Regions from separate parts of the Mus musculus genome. Here all the other regions are linked to region 1. A link is a contact called in public ChIA-PET and HiChIP or PLAC-seq data. All regions are on one chromosome and are shown on one strand. The core of a region is the stretch at or near the end of the contact, and the rest is flanking DNA. Distances in the headings are between cores, read along the strand shown.

Evidence for each region. ChIA-PET counts read pairs in DNA pulled down with a chosen protein or histone mark. HiChIP or PLAC-seq counts read pairs in DNA pulled down with a chosen protein or histone mark.
Region 2: a contact with region 1 is called in an RNA polymerase II ChIA-PET map of memory CD8 T cells, with 6 read pairs. The contact joins the promoter of Atp5g1 here to the enhancer-like site in region 1. A contact is called at or near these places in 2 of 39 promoter capture datasets (the SN4741 cell line and embryonic stem cells), 2 of 484 Hi-C or Micro-C datasets (bone marrow-derived dendritic cells and pro-B cells), 6 of 115 datasets of contacts at active chromatin or transcription factors (embryonic basal ganglia, embryonic forebrain, embryonic hindbrain and 3 more) and 1 of 9 other capture datasets (adipose tissue).
Region 3: an H3K27ac HiChIP or PLAC-seq map of embryonic stem cells shows a contact between it and region 1, with 6 read pairs. The contact joins the promoter of Calcoco2 here to the enhancer-like site in region 1. A contact is called at or near these places in 6 of 115 datasets of contacts at active chromatin or transcription factors (embryonic basal ganglia, embryonic forebrain, embryonic hindbrain and 3 more) and 2 of 9 other capture datasets (adipose tissue and liver).

What each region holds. Positions count from the first base shown.
Region 1 is chr11:95,802,005-95,806,466 of GRCm38.p6, reverse strand. The region is part of intron 3 of Gm29933 (a long non-coding RNA gene); the gene reads left to right. Among named protein-coding and RNA genes, the nearest start is that of Gm29933, 4.4 kb to the left of the region's middle. Within about 2 kb of position 1,281, at least 91 of the 459 cell types and tissues checked have an H3K27ac peak or open chromatin away from gene starts, as enhancers often do. A contact at or near this core is called in embryonic stem cells and memory CD8 T cells, where this site is marked.
Region 2 is chr11:96,072,918-96,077,184 of GRCm38.p6, reverse strand. Atp5g1 (ATP synthase, H+ transporting, mitochondrial F0 complex, subunit C1 (subunit 9)) reads left to right here and starts at 1,554. Exons shown (of 5, transcript NM_001161419.1): 1 at 1,554-1,628; 2 at 2,152-2,198; 3 at 3,146-3,223; 4 at 3,484-3,662; 5 at 3,967-4,267. The coding sequence starts at 2,160. The coding sequence ends at 4,081.
Region 3 is chr11:96,109,432-96,113,731 of GRCm38.p6, reverse strand. It overlaps Calcoco2 (calcium binding and coiled-coil domain 2), which reads left to right and starts at 1,770. Exons shown (of 6, transcript NM_001271018.1): 1 at 1,770-1,795.

The DNA.
Region 1 (4,462 bases), core at 32-2,531:
GTGAGAATTAATGCCTTTGTGTATCCTTCTTAACATTTTTATTATTTCACTTATGTTTAGTGTGTGTGTATGTGTCTATGTGTACGCACATAGGCCATGGTGCACCGTTTCTAGAGGGAGCTGGTTCACTTCTTCTACTGTGTGGGTCCCAGGGAATTGAACTCACTTTGTCAAGGTTTGGCAGCAAGCACCTTCACCCGCTACACCATCTTGCCTCCCTCTTCCCTTGTTATTTTTTGGAGATATTTGGTTTTCATCAAAGAGGTAGTTTCAAGCAGAGTACACACCTGTTTTCATTCTTTTTGAGGGTTGGTTTGTTTTGTTGTTTGTTTTGTGGAGGTTTTTGTTTGTTTGTTTGCTGTTGTTTTGTTTTGTCTTTGCTTTCAAACTGCCTGTTAGCTGAGCTGCTGGGTTTCAGCTGAGCTTTGGTTGTCTCCTAGACTGGAGGCTTCAACAGGCAAGGACTGGGCCCTGGGTAACCCTCACCCAGGCTGCGGATGGCTTTAGAGCCTCCTGCCCTCCTGTGCCTATTTCTTAATGGCGTGCATGAGCCTCTCAACTTCCCCTAGGGATGTGCTGCAAGGAACCCTAGGGGCTGGAACTTGATGACTCATCTGGGGAACCAAGGGCAGGTTAAGGGCACAGAGCCCGGAAATGGGAGGGAGGGGACAGCAGGTCTGAAGCTTTGCGGACATTGGGTTCTGACAGCTGTTGCTGTCCTCTAATCCCCCAGCTTGGTATCTGCTGTGAGTTGGCAGCTGAGGGCAGAGACCACACCCTCTCTCTACCTGCTCCTCTGGAGCCCTGTGACACTCCCTTTCTGCAGGAGGCCTTCCTTCCCCCTCCCACTAGGTTCCCTATCAGCCCCATGGTGAGATGAGGCACTGTTTCAACCTGGCACCTGACACTGTCCTGTGAGATTTACCCTTGTGCCTTTCTAACTGCCTGCAGCCCAGTAACAGACAGCAGGAATGCCAAGGTCCATGAGACCAAGCTCCTGGACCCTGTGAGTGCTCTGGAGGAGTCTCTGAGGGCTGTTAAGGGGAGTCACTCATGTTATTCATGAGCTGATGCCCAGGGTGAACCACCTGTATCTGGTTCTATCCTGGACACCAGGGAGCTCCTTTCCAAAGGGAAGTGCTTGGGGAGTGTGCAGATACCATACGATCACAGATACTGTGGGAAACATGAAGCAACCAAAGGCACAGGTGACCTTTACCTATCCGGAAGTAGAGGAACCTACCCTGACAGGATGCTGAGCACAGGGCGGGAAGTGGGTGCAACCTTGCAGACGTGAAGGGAAGTGGCTTTCTGCAAAGGGAAGTGCAAGGACTCAGGCAGGAACCCCAGGGGTGTTCGAGAGCCATGGGAACCCAGCCTGGATTGCAGGGAGCCATGGGGACACTGGATGGATGGAGTTGTCACTTAGAGGAAAGCAGAGTTGATGGATGATGGACAGAAAGTTTGGGTGTGAGATCATTGTGAACTCTGGCTCTTGCCTCTCAAACCAGTTGCACGTGTTGAGCTGGGGGCTAGGGCTCAGACTCCAATCTGTGGCCCAAAGGGGCTGAGGCATATCTTCTCTGCTCCTCATTTTGCCCAGCTTCTCTTCTCTCCTGTCGGAGCATATGGAGAGAACTTCTGTCTCTCTTTGACCATGTTCTCATACCTGCCAAAGGCCATTGGTCCCTTCTTTGTAGCTCTTCTCTCTCCAGCTAAACTGAAAACAGGAAGGGAGGCTGCATATGGAGCCCTTATTCTCCTGGATCATTTGTCACCTCTGAGCTGACTGCCTCGTCTGCTAACCTAGGCCTAGGCCTGGAAGCTTCGAGCTCTGTACAAGTTTACCTAGGCAAAAAAAAAAATGCTCTCGGCCTCTGAGAATTGCTGTTGAGTAAGCTCGCCCTTCTTGTTCTTTCTTGATTCTAGCTGGCTGGTTCAACTCAGCTCTTCTGGCTCAAACTCCTCTCCAAGCTGACTCAATCTGGCACTTCTCTTTGCCTCTGAATTGCTCTGCTTGGCTTCGAACTAACTCTAGCAATCTTTTTTTTTTCTAATCTACTGGCTCCTTCCCATTCTCTTGCTTGTCTGTCTTCACCTGTGTCTAACTTGTTCTCTCTTCAATCTGTCTCTGTAAAACTCTCCTGGTAAATCTGTCTCTGCCTCCCTCTCTGCTGCTCTACTCTCCCTCTCAACTCCACTGTGCTGTCTCCACAAGCGCTACTGTATTCCTGGGCTATACTCTCTTCTCCTGTGCTGTCTCTCTCTTAAGTAGCTTCCCTTTCCTTGTGAGAGTTGGACATGTCAAATCTTTCTCTGATTCATCTCTTTGTCTGCCACTCAATTAGACATCACTTTCAAACATGGTTGCTTCCCTTTACAAACTAACTTTACCTTCATTATTTGGGATTATAGGTATCTACTAAGGGCATGTCTGTATTTTACAGCCAGAGGGATTAATGGTGTATGCTAAAGTCTGAGCCACACCCTAACTAGAAACAGGTTCAAACATCCTGTAACAGGAGGAACTACTTTTAAACTTCTTCTTGACAAAGAGTAGGGGAAGGGAGTTGCTGTAAGGATCCTTGTCCACCCTGGTCACTGCAACAGAGGGGACTCTGCATGCTTTATTTCACAAGTGTGTTACCAGGTCAACTCCATTTGGAAGAGGGGTTTGTTAATAAGGACCCACACACAGGCACACACATGGGGTCTGTACAACACTGGTTGTCTTAGGGTTTTAATTGCTATGAAGAGACGCCATGGCAATACTTACAAAGGAAGACATTTACTTGGGGCTGGTTTACAGTTGAGAGGTTTAGTCCATTATCACTGTGTTGGGAAGCATAGTGGCATGAAGGAAGACATGGTGCTGGAGAGGTAGCTCAGAGGTCTACATCCATATTAGAAAGCAGTGGGAGGAGAGGAACAATGGGCCTGGCTTGAGCTTCTGAAACATCAAGGCCCACTCCTTGTGACACAACAAGGCCCCACCTCCGATAACACCAGCCCCTGGGAGTCTATGGTAGCCATTTTTATTCAAACAACCACACTGGTCAGGTTCAGAGTGCCTGTAACTTGGGTTCTAGAACAAACAGGAGTTTGCGCAGGCTTGGTTTCAGTCTTCTTATGTAGAAATGGGAACCTCCAGAAATCTCCCCCTCTCTCCCCTACTGCAGAAAAACACAGCTGGCAAATCCTTCAGAGTAGTCTCTCCCCGATTGCGGTGCAGATGGTTCTGACGTTGGTGCTCTGTGAACCAAATCTTGATATATATTGCTCTAAAAGAGGGCCAGTGAGGTGGCCCAGGAGATAAATGTGCCTGCTTCCAAGCCTGAGATCCGTAGGACCCACAGGATAGGAGAGGCCAGACTCCAGAAACTGTCATCTGATCCACACACGTATGCTGTGGCATATGTGTACACACACACACACACACACACACACACACACACACACGAAATAAATGTAATTTTTAAAAAAGATTTATTTATTTATTATATGTAAGTACACTGTAGCTGTCTTCAGACACACCAGAAGAGGGAGTCAGATCTTGTTACGGATGGTTGTGAGCCACCATGTGGTTGCTGGGATTTGAACTCCGGACCTTCGGAAGAGCAGTCGGGTGCTCTTACCCACTGAGCCATCTCACCAGCCCTAAATGTAATTTTTAAAGCTTAAAAACCAGAATCTCTAAAAGAGAGTATTTTTGGTTTTGCAGGGATGTTTAAGAAAGCAGTAAGAATTATTACCTAGTGGGAGTGGCGACCCCAAAGCTGAGGGGAGAGGTTTGCTTTCCGAGCATTTATCCTATATACTGTCAGAGATCTGTCTCACGTACCTCAATATTTTGCCAACAATAGCATTGTAAATTTAGGGCTAGGAAGGTTGATGAACAGTAAAGAACACTTATTGTGGGCTGGTGAGATGGCTCAGTGGTTAAGAGCACTGGATGCTCTTTCAAAGGTCCTGAGTTCAAAATCCCTGCAACCACATGGTGGCTCACAAACACCCATAATGAGATCTGACGCCCTCTTCTGGCACATCTGAAGACAGCTACAGTGTACTTATGTAGAATAATAAATAAATCTTTGGGCCTGAGTGAGCAGGGATTGAGGGAGCAGACTGATTGGAGTGAGCAGAGGTCCTAAAATTCAATTCCCAACAACTACATGAAAGCTCACAACCATCTGACAGCTACAGTGTACTCACATACATAAAATAAATAAGTAAATCTTTAAAAACAAAACAAAACACCTTATTCTTCCAGAGGACCCCAGTTTGGTTCCCAGCAACCACACTAGGCAGCTCACAAATGTTCTTAACTCTAGCTCCAGGGGGTCTGATACCCTCCTCTGGTCTCCCTGGGCGATGCTCAGACGTGGTGCACAGTCATAAACACAGCAAAGAAATAAACTTTTATAATTGTAGATTTATTTCAATAATAAATTTGAAACTTGAA
Region 2 (4,267 bases), core at 305-2,804, 270 kb before region 1:
AGCCCCTGGCTGTCCTGGAATTCACTTTGTAGACCAGCCTGGCCTTGAACTCAGAAATCCACCTACCTCTGCCTCCCAAGTGCTGGGACTACAGGCGTGTGCCACCACTGCCCGGCATTCATTCTGTTTTTATCAGAACCTTTGCAGGACATTATTTATTTAGTGCAGGTTCCTAGAAGTGTTAATACTGACTCAAGGAGGGTGGAGCATTTAAAGGTCCTCAGTTACTCAAGAATTACTGGGTCAAAGAGGATGGCTCATTCATAGCATTTCAAATAAAAAGTATTGCCAAACTGCTTTCCAGGAAGGTTTTCTAATTCACTAGTGAATGGTTACTGCAGTCCTGTTTTTCTGTCCCTACCCTTTGTGCTTGTGTGCATACACATGTGGTTTTGTTTGTTTCTTTGTTGTTGCTGGTTTTTTGAGACAGGGTTTCCTCTATATAGCCCTGGCTGTCCTGGAACTCACTTTGTAGACCAGGCTGGTCTCGAACTCAGAAATCTGCCTGCATCTGCCTCCCAAGTGCTGGGATTAAAGGTGTGCGCCACCACTGGCCGGCATTGTTTTGTCGTTTTAAGCCAGGTTTTGCTACTTACTCCAGACTGGCCTGGAGCAAGTGCTCCGTCTTCCTGCCTTAGCCTTCCGATGTCTGAAATTACAAGCATGCACCACCTGAATTCTTTGCACGCTTCATCCTACCAATTATTATTTTCGTTTTAGAGTTCTCCCCACTCCCAATACAATTGTCTAGCCCTACCTTGTTTTTTTTACCTAAACTCAAGAAGCTTAGTCTGGCCTTGAACTCCTGACTTTCCTGTCTCCTAAGCACCTGCCAAGTGCTAAAATTTCGGGTACGAAATAGCAAGCCTGGTTTTAATTGTATTTTGTTGAGTTTTTTTTTTCCACCATTCAACTTGTGAGTCCATGTTGACTGACTACTGACAGACCCACAAGAGCACGCTCACTACTTAGAAGTTTTCCAGCCTGCCTTAATACTTGGACGAAAATGGGGGTTTTTACAAATCACGATGGTGGAAGGTACTGTAAAGGCGTCGGCTCTCCTTGCCAGGAAGCAACATCTCGCGGGATGTCGGTGGTCCTTGAGTCCTTGGACAGGACTACAAGGCCCAACATGCAATGCGCCCCAAGGTCCAAGCGGCCGAATGAAGGCCTGGAGCCCTTATCACGTGTCAGCTTGCGTCAAGCGGCCGGTTGTCACTCCCACGCTTTTTTCTTCCGCTTGCACCTTGGTCGCCATTTTGTGTTGAAGGTTGTAGAACCTCTGAGTCTCGTCGACTCTATGGTCAAGCATTTCGGGATTCGACCAATCGTAACCCCGAACTCGGAAAAAGAACCCGCCTTTATCCGCAAGGAGGCGGGAATTGCCACGAAGCTCCTGTGGAGAGAGAGGAAGAAGCTGAAGAAGACCAATAAGAAGGATGGAGTTGATGACGCCAGCCAATTGGAACGTGGAGAGATAACGACCAATGGGAGTGAAGGGACTCCGAACACGTGGGTGGGGGAGCTGAGCGCTCAGACCAAGGGCTAAAGCTGGGAGGTGAGTCAGTCACCTTGAGCAGGGAGTGTGCTGTGGGCCGAGCAGGGGCTGCAGGGGAGTGGGAGTGCAGGTGACTTGGGGCTGGGAGACAGGGGTCCGCAAGGCCGTGGGTTGTGCCACGTGGAGCACCATTTGCCTCCAGGGATAGGGAAGGAGGACTAGAGTCTTTAAGCCTTATCAATTAATGTTAATTACCAACGGTAATGAGCGATAAACGGCCGCTGGGGAGAGTAGGGGACAGCAGTGTAACTTGGGCAGGATCCTGCACGACGTCTGCCAGTTTCTGCCTCCGGTCTTCCCGGGAGACCATTCCTTTTCGCAACATTTCCCTCTTGGGGCCTGAGCCACCTCCTTTTATTTCCGATCTCGGTTGCTGTCCTTCTGCAGACCCGCTGCGCAGAGAGTGGTTGACCCCGGAATCTGCTCTGTCCTTCTGACCTCTAATGCCCTCCTTAGCTGGGGTATAGGAAGAGGGTTGGGGGGAACGATTGGAGGTGGATGGGGACAACAGGAGGTTGCCAGTATAAGCAGACACCCGGGCTTTCATAGGAATTACGGTTTTTTTTTTTTTTCTTTTCTCCCCCTTCTTGCAGATTGAAAAATGCAGACCACCAAGGCACTGCTCATTTCTCCAGCTCTGGTAAGCGGAAGCTCCGGGTTTCCCTATAGTGCCGGGTATGGTATGGGAGCAATCATGTTTAATGAATGGACTAAGAGGGGCTGGCGTTCCGTGATGATGATGATGGCTATTGGCGGAGGGTATAGGAGCTGTTGCAGGTAACCTATGTTTATTCAGGCCTGTAAACCAAGCCGTCGTGGCTTTCTGAGCGTCCTCAGATAAGCTAGAGCTGACCTTTTATTACAGTCCTGGGTTGGCTGTAGCCAGACAGCCGGAAAACAGTTTTTCTCAACCTCGGCTGCGTGTTCAGTTCATCTGGAAAGCCTAATGCTTCTACTGCCCAGACTGCTCCTCAGACCAATTGCATCAGACTGAGAATGAAGGTGGAACCCCTAAGCAATTTTGGTAGAATGCCCCAGGTGATGCCAATGTTCTGCCAAGCCTGAGAGTCATTGTACTGAATAATGTGTCAAGCAATCCGTGTCACTGGGAGCTTTCCTAAGATGGCTGTTCTGGGAGTCAAACCAGGCTTCCTGGCCCGCTGCCTGAAGGATATATGTTGCTGTGAATGCATCTTAGTAAATCTCTCCCCTTGATTGCCTTTTGTTACCTCAACAACTGACTGGATGTTTGGGTCTTACTCTATTCTGGGAAACTGATTAGGTCTGTGCCCTTGGAAATGGACTTTGGTATCCGGTTTGGTTTGGGTTTGGTTCTGAGGATTGACCCCCGGGTCTTGTGAGTGCTCCCCAGCCTAGTGCATTATATCAAATGGTGATTGCTGCCACCCTGGGCTCCCACAGACTATCAGCATAGCTGTCTCCGATGTAGACGGACCTGAGAAAATAAGTTAATTGACCTTGAAATTGATTGGACTGATTGTGACAAACTCCTGTCACTTAGGTTGGGTTTGGGGTTTTGGTTTGTTTTTGTCTGATTTGGAGCAATATATCTTTCTGACTTTACAGATTCGCTCCTGTACCAGGGGTCTAATCAGGCCTGTGTCTGCCTCCCTCCTGAGCAGACCAGAGGCCCCATCTAAGCAGGTAAGGAAGTCAGGCCCCTCAGGATATCCCTCCAGTCAGCTGAGGTGCTTTTAGGAGAATTAAAGGATCTACGACACCCTTGCAATTCCAAGTCTCAAATGACAGTCAGAGATGTGACTAGCCCTGTGTGCTGACATTGTCCCTGCACACAGAGCACTCTGCCCTTTGAGGCTGGGTGCCAGCTGCTTCTTAGCTCAGGTGGATGGGGTGAGCATGGCGGCTCCTCACTCCCCCTGACTGCCTCCCTCCCTTCCTTCCAGCCTTCCTGCAGCAGCTCCCCTCTCCAGGTGGCCCGACGGGAATTCCAGACCAGTGTCATTTCCCGGGACATCGACACAGCAGCCAAGTTCATTGGTGCTGGGGCCGCCACAGTTGGTGTGGCTGGATCAGGAGCTGGCATTGGCACAGTGTTTGGTAGCTTGATTATTGGCTATGCCAGGTAAGTTCGGGGCTGCCTGTGTTGTTGCTCCACTCCACTTGGGGCAGAGTCTTAGCAAGTGGGAGTCTCCAAGTTGATGTTCTTTAACCTCCTGTCTCTCCAGTGACCTAAGTCAGAATTGAAGCATGCCACATGTGAACTTGCCGAGTTGCTAGTCTCCTTTCCTGCCCAAGTTCCCAGGGTAGCTGTAGGCTAGCCCCTTTCCTGCCCAAGTTCCCAGGGTAGATGTAGGCTAGCCCCTTTTGAAATAGTAGCACACTCCCCTCCCCTGACCTGGACCCTCACCCTTTTCTGTCTCTGGCAGGAACCCATCTCTCAAGCAGCAGCTCTTCTCCTATGCCATTCTGGGGTTTGCCCTGTCTGAGGCCATGGGACTCTTCTGTTTGATGGTCGCCTTCCTCATCCTCTTCGCCATGTGAGGCTCCCTGGGGTCACCCAGCCGTCCCTGCTGCTTTGACTCCATGCCAGTCCTGGTGCTGGAGTCTACTGAGCTTTACCATTAAACAACAACAACAACAACAACAACGTTTCTCTAAACCATGTGCCTGTGCCTGTCTTTCTACCCCGGGGGTAGGCGGCGTCTTTGGAATGGTGAGAAGTGACAC
Region 3 (4,300 bases), core at 521-3,020, 310 kb before region 1:
TTTCTCAAATCTTATTTTCAAAAATTAAAATTTGTTCATTGTTAATAGAGTGTGTGCCTGTGAGTTCATGATAATAGGTGAAGGGTTGGTAGCGCTGTGCCCATGCAGATCAGCAGGCTGCTTTGCCCTGTTGGTTTTCTTTCTCTGCCTTTCCTTGGACTTTGGGATAGAATTTGGGTCCCTGGGATTGTGCAACAAGTGATTCTCTGATGGAACCATTTTACCAATCTGATATTCTCAGACATTGGAAGAGGCACTCAGAGAGTCTGCAGGAGGGTACCCAAGATGTTCCTAGAAGGCAGAATTAGAATGTTTCTTTCCCTGTCTTAAATCTAAAAGTACTTCAGAAGCATGAATGTTCTGGTTATGTGATACAGAGCATTTCTTCCAGATTCAAACGCTCGGAACGCCTTTGAGAAGGGAAGGGACTTTTCGGAACTTAATCTTCCATAGGCAACGTGCATTTGGTATCCTCTGGGTAATTTTTGTTTGTTTTGCTTTGTTTTGAGACAGGGTTTCTCTGTACATGGCATGCGCCACCATTGCCCAGCTCCTATGGGTAATTACAAAAAAAAATAAAGGTAGCAGCCATGGTGGTGTTTCACATCTGTAATCCTTGCACCTGAAAGCCTGAGGCAGGAGGACTGCCTTGAGTTCAAAGTCATGCTTGTGATAAGAATCACACAATTCAGGCAGTGGTGGCACAGGCCTTTAATCCCAGCACTTGGGAGGCAGAGGCAGGCAGATTTCTGAGTTCGAGACCAGCTTGGTCTACAGAGTGAGTTCCAGGACAGCCAGGGCTACACAGAGAAACCCTGTCTTAAAACAAAACAAAACAAAAACATGAAAAGAAAAAGAAAGATTGAAGGGGAGGGAGACTCTGCTCATTCTGTGTCTACAGTAAAGAGACTTTTAATGAAGAAGTCACATGCCTTTTCCTTCAGGACCTGAGGATACCAGAAAGCTCTAGAGCACAAGGGCAACTTTCTCTCCATAAATTCAAAGCTGGCCCCTCATACATATAAAATGGGGATTAAAAAAAAAAAAAAAAGACTTTCTGAGTCAAGTCACAGAAGACCCAAAAAGGAGTTTAACAGATTTTCTTTCAGGACAGGAGTGAGCATTATTTTTTTAATAGACAAGGTCTCAGATAGTCCAGGCTGACTTCAAACTTGGTTGGCGACCAAATCTAACCCTGAACTGCTGACCTTGTGTTCCTGTGCTTAAAAACTGGAATTAGAGGTATCTACTACCAAGTGTGTGTGTGTGTATCAGACTAAAATGCCAGAGTCTGATCTGCAGCTATAGGACTATTAGTGACCAAAGTGTTTTGGTTTTTGGTTTTTTTGGGTTTTTTTTTTTTTTTTTTTTCTTTTTGGTTTTTTGAGACAGGGTTTCTCTGTGTAGCCCTGGCTGTCCTGGAACTCACGCTGTAGACCAGGCTGTCCTCGAACTCAGAAATCCGCCTGCCTCTGCCTCTGCCTCCAGAGTGGTAGGATTAAAAGCATGTGCCACCTCCGCTCAGCCCTAGATGAACTCTCAATGCCCTTTCAAGGATATGAGCTTTGAGCAAATTAAAATATAAACACAAACAAGAACAACAACAAAAAACCAGTTTGCCATCGGGGTGATAAAAAAGGCAAATCCAGCTCTTCAAAAAAGGCACTAAATGTCCCAGCTGTCCCGCGGCAAGGGCGGGGTTTGTGACTCAGTGGGCCGGGCCTGCCCATCCCTTCAGTCCTTAAACTCGCCCACCCGCCTTTCCCAGCGCTAGTGCTGCTGGCTGCTGTTCCTGGTGAGTACCTTAAGGGGTGCAATTGAGCCCTTGGATCCCGGAATTCAGACCTTGAGACAGGGTCTACAGGCAGGGCAGGGTGTGGGGGCTTCGGCATCACCCTAGGCCGTCTTGGAGTGCTCCGATTACCCACAGTGGGTTTGGGAGGGCGTGGGACCCCTTTCGAGTCCTGAGAAATTCTGGCTGGTTTTTCCAGAGACCAGACCTGTTGGGTTCGTCTCTGACAGGAGTCAGGGTCCTGCAGCAGTGGCCCTATGTATGGGTTCGCGGTGGTACCCAGACCCATCACCCCAGTGTGCTGAGGTTCCAAACCTAGCCTTGCTGTGTCACCCACCATGGCCTTCCAGGGCTCTGGCCACTTGTGTCCTGTAACTGTAGGTTGCTCTAGGCAGCCCAAGTGGAAAAGTTGTCAGTGCCTCAGGTGACCATGGATGGAGCTTAGAAGAATAATTTTGAGATGTTATATTATAACTTAACAGACTTTTTCTTATTTTTTTTTAAACTTTGGGGAGGACCCGTCTGTTTTTGTTGTTGTTTGTTGTTGTTGTTGTTGTTTTTAAGATTTATTATATCTAAGTACACTGTAGCTGTCTTCAGGTGCACCAGAAGAGGGCATCAGATCTTATTAGAGATGGTTGTGAGCCACCATGTGGTTGCTGGGATTTGAACTCAGGACCTTTGAAAGAACAGTTAGTGCTCTTAACCATTGAGCCATCTATCCAGCCCCAAGATGTATTTATTTATTAAGTGCACGGTATTCTGCTTGCATTTATGCCTGCAAGCCAGGAGAGGGCACTAGTCCTCAGTACAGATGGTTGTGAGCCACCCTGTGGTTGCTGGGAATTGAACTCATGACCTCTGGAAGAGCAGACAGTGCTCAACCTCTGAGCCCTTTTTCTTATTTTTTGCAAAAGAAAAAACTCATATAACAAAGGACTTCATTTACCAGGCGGTTGTTAGTTCATGCCTTTAATCTCAGCACTTGGTAGCACTTGAGAGGCAGAGGCAGAGGCAGGTGGATCTCTGTAAATTGTAGACAAAGGTCAGTTTGTCTACCTCAGGGAGTTCCAGGACATCCAGGGCTACACATTTTATACACTAGGTCTTTTCTTTTTGAAATTGTTATATTATGTGCATTGGCGTTTTGCTTGTATGCATGTATGTCTGTGAGGGTGTCATGTCCTCAAACTGGATAGATAGTTGTAAGCTGCCTTGCAGTTGCTGGAAATTAAACCTAGATCCTCTGGAAGACCTCTTAACCATTGAGCCAACTCTCCAGCCCTGTAACTATCAGGTCTTTGTAGCTTACTTATCATGCAAGATTAGGGATGCCTAGACCAAGTGCTTTACTGGGTACTGTCAGGAGCTCTGAGTGTTTGGAACTTACTTTTTTTTTTTTCTCCAAAAACTTAGAACTGTAGTTTGCCCATTTACCCTGAGTGAGAAGTAGACCTGGCTGTTGCTGCCTTGCTTCACAATAAGACCACCAAACCCAGACAACTAGGCAGATGCCAACAAGAGCCTGCTGACAGGAGCCTGATACAGCTCTCTCCTGCAAGGCTTTGCCAATGCCAGGCAAATACAGAAGTGGATGCTCACAGTCATCCATTGGACAGAGCACAAGGTCCCCAGTGAAGGAGCCAGAGAAATACCCAGGGAGCTGAAGGGGACTGAAGCCCCATAGGAGGAACACCAATATGAAGTAACTAGTACCCTCGAGCTCCTTGGAAGTATACCACCAATCAAAGAAAACACATGGTGGAACTTGTGGCTCTAGCTATATATATAGCAGAGGGTGGCCTAGCCTCTCATCAATGGGAGGAGAGGCCCCTGGTCGTGTGAAGGCTCTATGCCCAAGTATAGGAGAATGCCTGAACCAGGAATGGGAGTGGGTGGGGAGGGGGAGGGGATAGGGGTTTTTTGGAGGGGAAACTAGGAATAGGGATAACATTTGAAATGTAGATAAAGAAAAATATCTAATTAAAAAAAGACATACAAAAAAAGACTGTTTCATGGAACAGTTTTGGGCCTAGCACATACAACTTTAAACCTCATTAGGTGATAATGTCTGGTTTTCTTAGGTGCTAAAAGCCAGTTCCTGGGACTTTTTTTTTTTTTCAAGACAGGGTTTCTCTGTAGCCTTGGCTGTCCTGGAACTCACTCTGTGGACCAGACTGGCCTCGAACTCAAATCTGCCTGCCTCTGCCTCCCAAGAGCTGGGATCAAAGGCGTGCACCACCACTGTCCGGCTTTTTTTTTTTTTTTTTTTTCTAAAGACAGCATTTCTCTGTGCAGCCCTGGAACTCATTGTTAACAAGCCTGGCCTTGAACTCCCAAGTACTGGAATTAAAGGCATGTACTACCATGCATTGTATTCTGAAATTCATTTTAAAATACATTATCAGCAGCTCCCCTGAGGGCCCTAATCCTTTTGGAAACTGCTGGAAGGAAGGAAGAGGAAACAAACTGGTAACAACCATTTCAGACAGTTTTTTGTTTTTTGGG